2 separate regions of the Pan troglodytes genome follow, and region 2 is linked to region 1. The links are chromatin contacts, called in public Hi-C maps. All regions are on one chromosome and are shown on one strand. The core of a region is the stretch at or near the end of the contact, and the rest is flanking DNA. Distances in the headings are between cores, read along the strand shown. Region 1 has its middle 19 kb from the start of TH. Region 2 holds the start of CDKN1C (cyclin dependent kinase inhibitor 1C).

Region 1 (2,771 bases), core at 194-2,693:
TGCCCAGGCCACAGTGAACTGAGACCCCCTTGGGTCTCAGCCTGGAGGGGGTGACCCAGGAGGGTGCATTTCTGCTTCCCCCTGAGAAGTCACACCACACCTAGCCAGGGGCCCCTCCAGGGTGTACCCCAGGGGTCTAGGGGATGTTAATGATTGGCCGTCTCGGTTCACAAAGATAGTCATCACCAGCACCATGGAGTGGCCACCGCCCAGCTCTGTCAAACCTGGACTTAGCCTCACGTGCACCTCGATTTAAAGAACAAGAAACCAGCCCTGCCCACGCCCCTGGCTCCCTGTGCTTCCCTCCCTCCTTCCCTCCTTCCCCGGACATAGCCACCACTTTGAATCTCGTGTCCCATGGTGTGTCCACACAGGGCACCTGATTTATCCAGGCTCGGGGAGGAGGGGTCACAGATTATTCCCCAGGGGACTTTACCTAGTCCGTGTGTTTGCTTTAGGAGTTCTGAGGCCATTTGGTTTCTTTATGCATTTCTGTATCTTTTGCATTTTTCTAGTGAGCGTGGGGTTACTCTTTTAATCGTAAATATATATATACCTATTTTTTCAGTTAAAAAACTGTGGTTTCAGGCCAGGTGTGGTGGCTCAAGCCTGTAATCCCAATGCTTTGGGTTGTCAAGGCAGGGGCATCGCTTAAGCCCAGGAGTTTGAGACTAGCTTGGGCAACACAGTGAAACCCCGTCTCTACAAAAAATTGTTTTCAAATTAGCAGGGCATGGTGGCGTGTACCTGTAGTCCCAGCTACTCAGGAGGCTGAGGTCGGAGGATTGATTGAGGCCATGGAGATTGCAGTGAGCCATGATCCTGCCACTGCACTCCAGCCTGGGTGACAGAGAGAGACCCTGTCTCAAAACGAAAACAAAAATCTGTGCTTCCTCAATAACAAATTGAAGTCACCAACACCCTCGTCCACCGAAAGGTTAGCATGTGCCTGGTGACAAAGTCAACAGACAAAGGGGACTGGGGAACAGTTCTGTTCCTCCTCCGCAGAGTCCTAGGCCCCAGGCCCCTCCCTGAGACAGCCTCAGGGCCTCCTCCTTCCCCTCCCTCATCCTCCTCCTTCCCTCTCTCTCCTTCCTCCTTTGCTTTCTCCCTCTGCAATCTCAGCCACCTGCATCCGCTTCCTCCACCCCGACCTTCCTGCCAGGCAGGTGCCCAGGGCTTGCTCAGCATGGGCAGCCCCCGGCTCTGCCCCCTGCACACTGGGAGGCTGCTCCACTCTCAGGGGTCTCTGGCTTTCCGTGTCCCTGCAATTAGCCTCCGCGTGCGTGCAAGAAGTCAACACAATTTGGCTCCACGTGGCCCCGGTGCCGATTGTGGACAGATAAAAGACAAACTAATGTCCTGCCCTGAGGATTAAGATGCAGCTGTTTCCCTGGATACCGGATCAGGCGTAATTAGACAAAGGGAGTGCTTTCCAAACCTACTCAGCCGAAGGCCCAGGGGCAGGCAGCCCTCACCCCGAGGCAGCTGGCACGGGCTCGGGCCCTTCCTTCTTCCTTGTTAAAAGCGGATTGATACAGACGCCATGGAAAAGGTTTCTGACACGCAGCGGGATGATGGCAGCAAGGCCTCCTGCGGTGACAGCGAAACAAGATGCTCAGAGCCCCGTTAGCAGGGCCGCCACGCGTGCGTTCGCCTTCGCCTCTGCCCCTGTTTTCTCCAGTTTTGTTCACTTTGCTGTATCATGGACGATAACACATCTTAGCAAGAAATCAATAAATGGTCCCGAGGCTTTTAATGGAGAAGAAATAAATAGCAACCGCGCTTGGCGGTCTGGAGGAACCAGCGCTTTCTGCCTGGACCCTGAGCCTCAGGCTTCACTGCCAACACGGCCCTCCCTGTGGGGCGGGAGCAGCCTGGAATGGGAAGGGTCCACCCTTCTTTCCCGGCTTCCTGCAGAGGGCGGGGAGGGGCTCTATCACCGTGCCCCTCAGAAGCCGGCCTGGGCTGTGTAACTGGGGACTTGTGGACAACAAGCCAGAAGGGGTCCTGCCAGGCTCTGGATGCCCACTCTGCCCATGAGGAGGGCACAGGCAGCGCAGTGCCGTGGGAGGCAGGCTGCCGACCTTATGCCCCAGGGGCGGCCTTAGTGCTGTGTAGACCCAGAGGGGACACGCCCCAGGGCTCCCTGAGGTGCTGCCTCAGTGGCTGTGCACTCCCAGCACCCACGGGGTGTGCCCACCAGCTGCCCGGCCCCTGAGTGGGCCTGTGTCCAGTGCCCCCCTGGCCTCCCGGGAGGAGCTGCTTGCTCTGCCCCAGGGTTGCTGAGAGACAGCCTTGCCACTGACCCGGCCGGTCTCTGCCTCCAGCCCAGCCCTCTGTGCACACTGACTGCGGGTGGAAACTCCAGGCTGGCAAAGAAAAACACGTGAGGCAGCCCCTCATTCAGCAGAAGAGTTCGTTCTGGGGTCTCTTTGTCAACATGCTTTTCTCCCTTTATTTGTGTTATACTTTTTCCAGTTTTTTGTGGTCAAATACACATAACACAAAACTTCTCATCTGAACCACTTCCAGTGCACAGTTCGGCAGCATTAAGCACGTTCACGTTGCCGGGCAGCCATCACCACCGTCATCTCCAGAACTCTGTCATCTTCCCAAACCGAACTCTGTCCCCTGAAACACTCACGCCCCATCCCCTCCGCCAGCCCCCCGCAGCCCCATTCTCCTCTCCATCCCCACAGATTTGACGTCTTTAGGGACCACGTGGGAGTGGACTCGGGCAGCATTTGTCCTGTTGTGACTGGCTCCTC
Region 2 (2,771 bases), core at 133-2,632, 690 kb before region 1:
GCAGCTGCACACTGCCACAGCGTTCCATGGGGGTGGGGGTGTCTTGGGACTCAAAGGCAGGCTGGTTGGGGTTCAGGGGACCTCACCTTCCCTCCCTCCCAGATGTCTCTCTGCTGGCTCACAGGCTCACCTGAGATAGGGGCTTAGATCTCATTGGCTGCTGGACCCTCCAACAGGTGTCTGACAGTCCCCCTCCCGATCTGGGAGGCTCCTGGTTTGAGGAGGGGGCTCCCTGCCTCATGGTAGGTGGGCCAAAAGGGAGGCAGCAGGAAATAATGGTCTCTTTTGGTCTGGCCTGGCTGGGGTGAAGCACCGTGTGTGTGCGTGCGTGTGTGTGTGTGTGTGTGTGTGCGTGCGCGCACGACCAAGGTCTGTACCAGGAAGGGCTGCAGGCGGGGGAGGGGCATGGTCCTTCACAGCCCCTTCCCCTATGACCTCGGGCAGATCTTTCACTTTTACCCAGTACAACAGCTTCCAGCCAGCCTGGACAGGCAGATCCCGGGGCTGGAGTGGTCTGGCCCAAGGCTGAGAAGGGCTGGGACCCCCGACAGTGACATGATGGGCTCAGCCTCTGTTCCATCTACTGGGCAGGGTGGGCCTCCGCAGATAGCGGCTTCAGACTCCAGCTCCAGGGGGCTGGTGGGAGTCTCTCAAGGTGTCCCACACATGGTCCCTCGGGGAAAGAGTGGAGCTGACCCCTGTCCCCCCTCCCGACTCGAGGGCCTTAGGGCCAGCAGGTGTGTGAGGGCTCCAGGCGCGCGGAGCCCTCGAAGGGACACCAGCCCAGCAGCAGCAGGCCGCGCGGGGGCAGCCGAAGACCCCATCCGGCGCAGGCCAGGGCCGAGCTGGCAGCGGCGGGTCCAAGCCTCGTCAGCTGGCGCAGGAGGCCCACGGGCGAGCGCGGGACGGAGCTGGGCGCCGGGGTCCGGACCGGGCCGGGGTCGAGTTGGGCCTGGCCGGACACCGGACCCGCCAGGAGCCGGCCCCTGCCGCGCTGGGCTGAGGCCCCCGCCTGCAGACAAAGGAGCCGGCGGGGGGCGGGAGCCGGGGGGGTGGGGGAGTGTTGCAGGGGGGATGGGGCGAGGGGGCGGGGCGTCGCGGTGTCACGTTACCGCCCGCAGCGCCCTTTAACTCCCGCCCCCGCCCCGCTCACCGCCCCCTTCCCCTGCTACAGCGCGCTCGCCCCGCGGCCGCCAATCAGCCGCGCGCCCCGGCCGCGCGCCCCGCCCCGCCCCCGGTGGGTGTGCGCGCGGCCAATGGGCGGTGCGCGGGGGCCGGGCCGCGGCGGGGCGGGGCAGCGGGGCGGCCGCCAATCGCCGTGGTGTTGTTGAAACTGAAAATACTACATTATGCTAATCGCGGCCGGGCCCGCGCGCACGGGGGTGGGGCCCGCGCGTATAAAGGGGGCGCAGGCGGGCTGGGCGTTCCACAGGCCAAGTGCGCTGTGCTCGAGGGGTGCCGGCCAGGCCCGAGCGAGCGAGCTAGCCAGCAGGCATCGAGGGGGCGCGGCTGCCGTCCGGACGAGACAGGCGAACCCGACGCAGAAGAGTCCACCACCGGACAGCCAGGTAGCCGCCGCGTCCCTCGCACACGCAGAGTCGGGCGGCGCGGGGTCTCCCTTGCGCCCGGCCTCCGCCCTCTCCTCCTCTCCTTTCCCCTTCTTCTCGCTGTCCTCTCCTCTCTCGCTGCCCGCGTTTGCGCAGCCCCGGGCCATGTCCGACGCGTCCCTCCGCAGCACATCCACGATGGAGCGTCTTGTCGCCCGTGGGACCTTCCCAGTACTTGTGCGCACCAGCGCCTGCCGCAGCCTCTTCGGGCCGGTGGACCACGAGGAGCTGAGCCGCGAGCTGCAGGCCCGCCTGGCCGAGCTGAACGCCGAGGACCAGAACCGCTGGGATTACGACTTCCAGCAGGACATGCCGCTGCGGGGCCCTGGACGCCTGCAGTGGACCGAAGTGGACAGCGACTCGGTGCCCGCGTTCTACCGCGAGACGGTGCAGGTGGGGCGCTGCCGCCTGCTGCTGGCGCCGCGGCCCGTCGCGGTCGCGGTGGCTGTCAGCCCGCCCCTCGAGCCGGCCGCTGAGTCCCTCGACGGCCTCGAGGAGGCGCCGGAGCAGCTGCCTAGTGTCCCGGTCCCGGCCCCGGCGTCCACCCCGCCCCCAGCCCCGGTCCTGGCTCCAGCCCCGGCCCCGGCTCTGGCTCCGGTCGCGGCTCCGGTCGCGGTCGCGGTCCTGGCCCCGGCCCCGGCCCCGGCTCCGGCTCCGGCCCCGGCTCCAGTCGCGGCCCCGGCCCCAGCCCCGGCCCCGGCCCCGGCCCCGGCCCCCGCCCCGGCCCCGGCCCCGGACGCGGCGCCTCAAGAGAGCGCCGAGCAGGGCGCGAACCAGGGGCAGCGCGGCCAGGAGCCTCTCGCTGACCAGCTGCACTCGGGGATTTCGGGACGTCCCGCGGCCGGCACCGCGGCCGCCAGCGCCAACGGCGCGGCGATCAAGAAGCTGTCCGGGCCTCTGATCTCCGGTGAGCCCCGCACGGCCCCGCCCCGGCCCGGCCCGGCCCCGCTTTGTCCGGCCGGCCGGTTCCCCCAGCCCTCGGGGGCCTCGCTGGGTTCCCGCCTCCTCCCGTGGCATTAAAGGGCCCGCAGCGCTCAGGGCGCGGCTGCGCCCTTACCCCCCCTCCCCGCCCCGTTGTTGTGCCCTCCAGCGGCTTTGCGCGGGCGGGGTGGGAGGCTGAATCCCGGCCGCGACCCCCCGGGAGCGCAGTTTTCGCCCCCGGCC

What was found. A called contact is a pair of places that touch in the nucleus more often than the background predicts.
Region 2: a contact with region 1 is called in a Hi-C map of stem cell-derived neural progenitor cells, with 4 times the contacts expected there. The contact joins the promoter of CDKN1C here to the enhancer-like site in region 1. A contact is called at or near these places in 1 of 7 Hi-C or Micro-C datasets (stem cell-derived neural progenitor cells) and 1 of 1 datasets of contacts at active chromatin or transcription factors (stem cell-derived excitatory neurons).

The regions. Positions count from the first base shown.
Region 1 is chr9:6,456,818-6,459,588 of NHGRI_mPanTro3-v2.0_pri, reverse strand. No RefSeq gene overlaps it. Among named protein-coding and RNA genes, the nearest start is that of TH, 19 kb to the right of the region's middle. Within about 2 kb of position 1,443, at least 6 of the 24 cell types and tissues checked have an H3K27ac peak or open chromatin away from gene starts, as enhancers often do. A contact at or near this core is called in stem cell-derived neural progenitor cells, where this site is marked.
Region 2 is chr9:7,143,114-7,145,884 of NHGRI_mPanTro3-v2.0_pri, reverse strand. CDKN1C (cyclin dependent kinase inhibitor 1C) reads left to right here and starts at 1,382. Exons shown (of 4, transcript XM_063783719.1): 1 at 1,382-1,568; 2 at 1,736-2,514. The coding sequence starts at 1,746.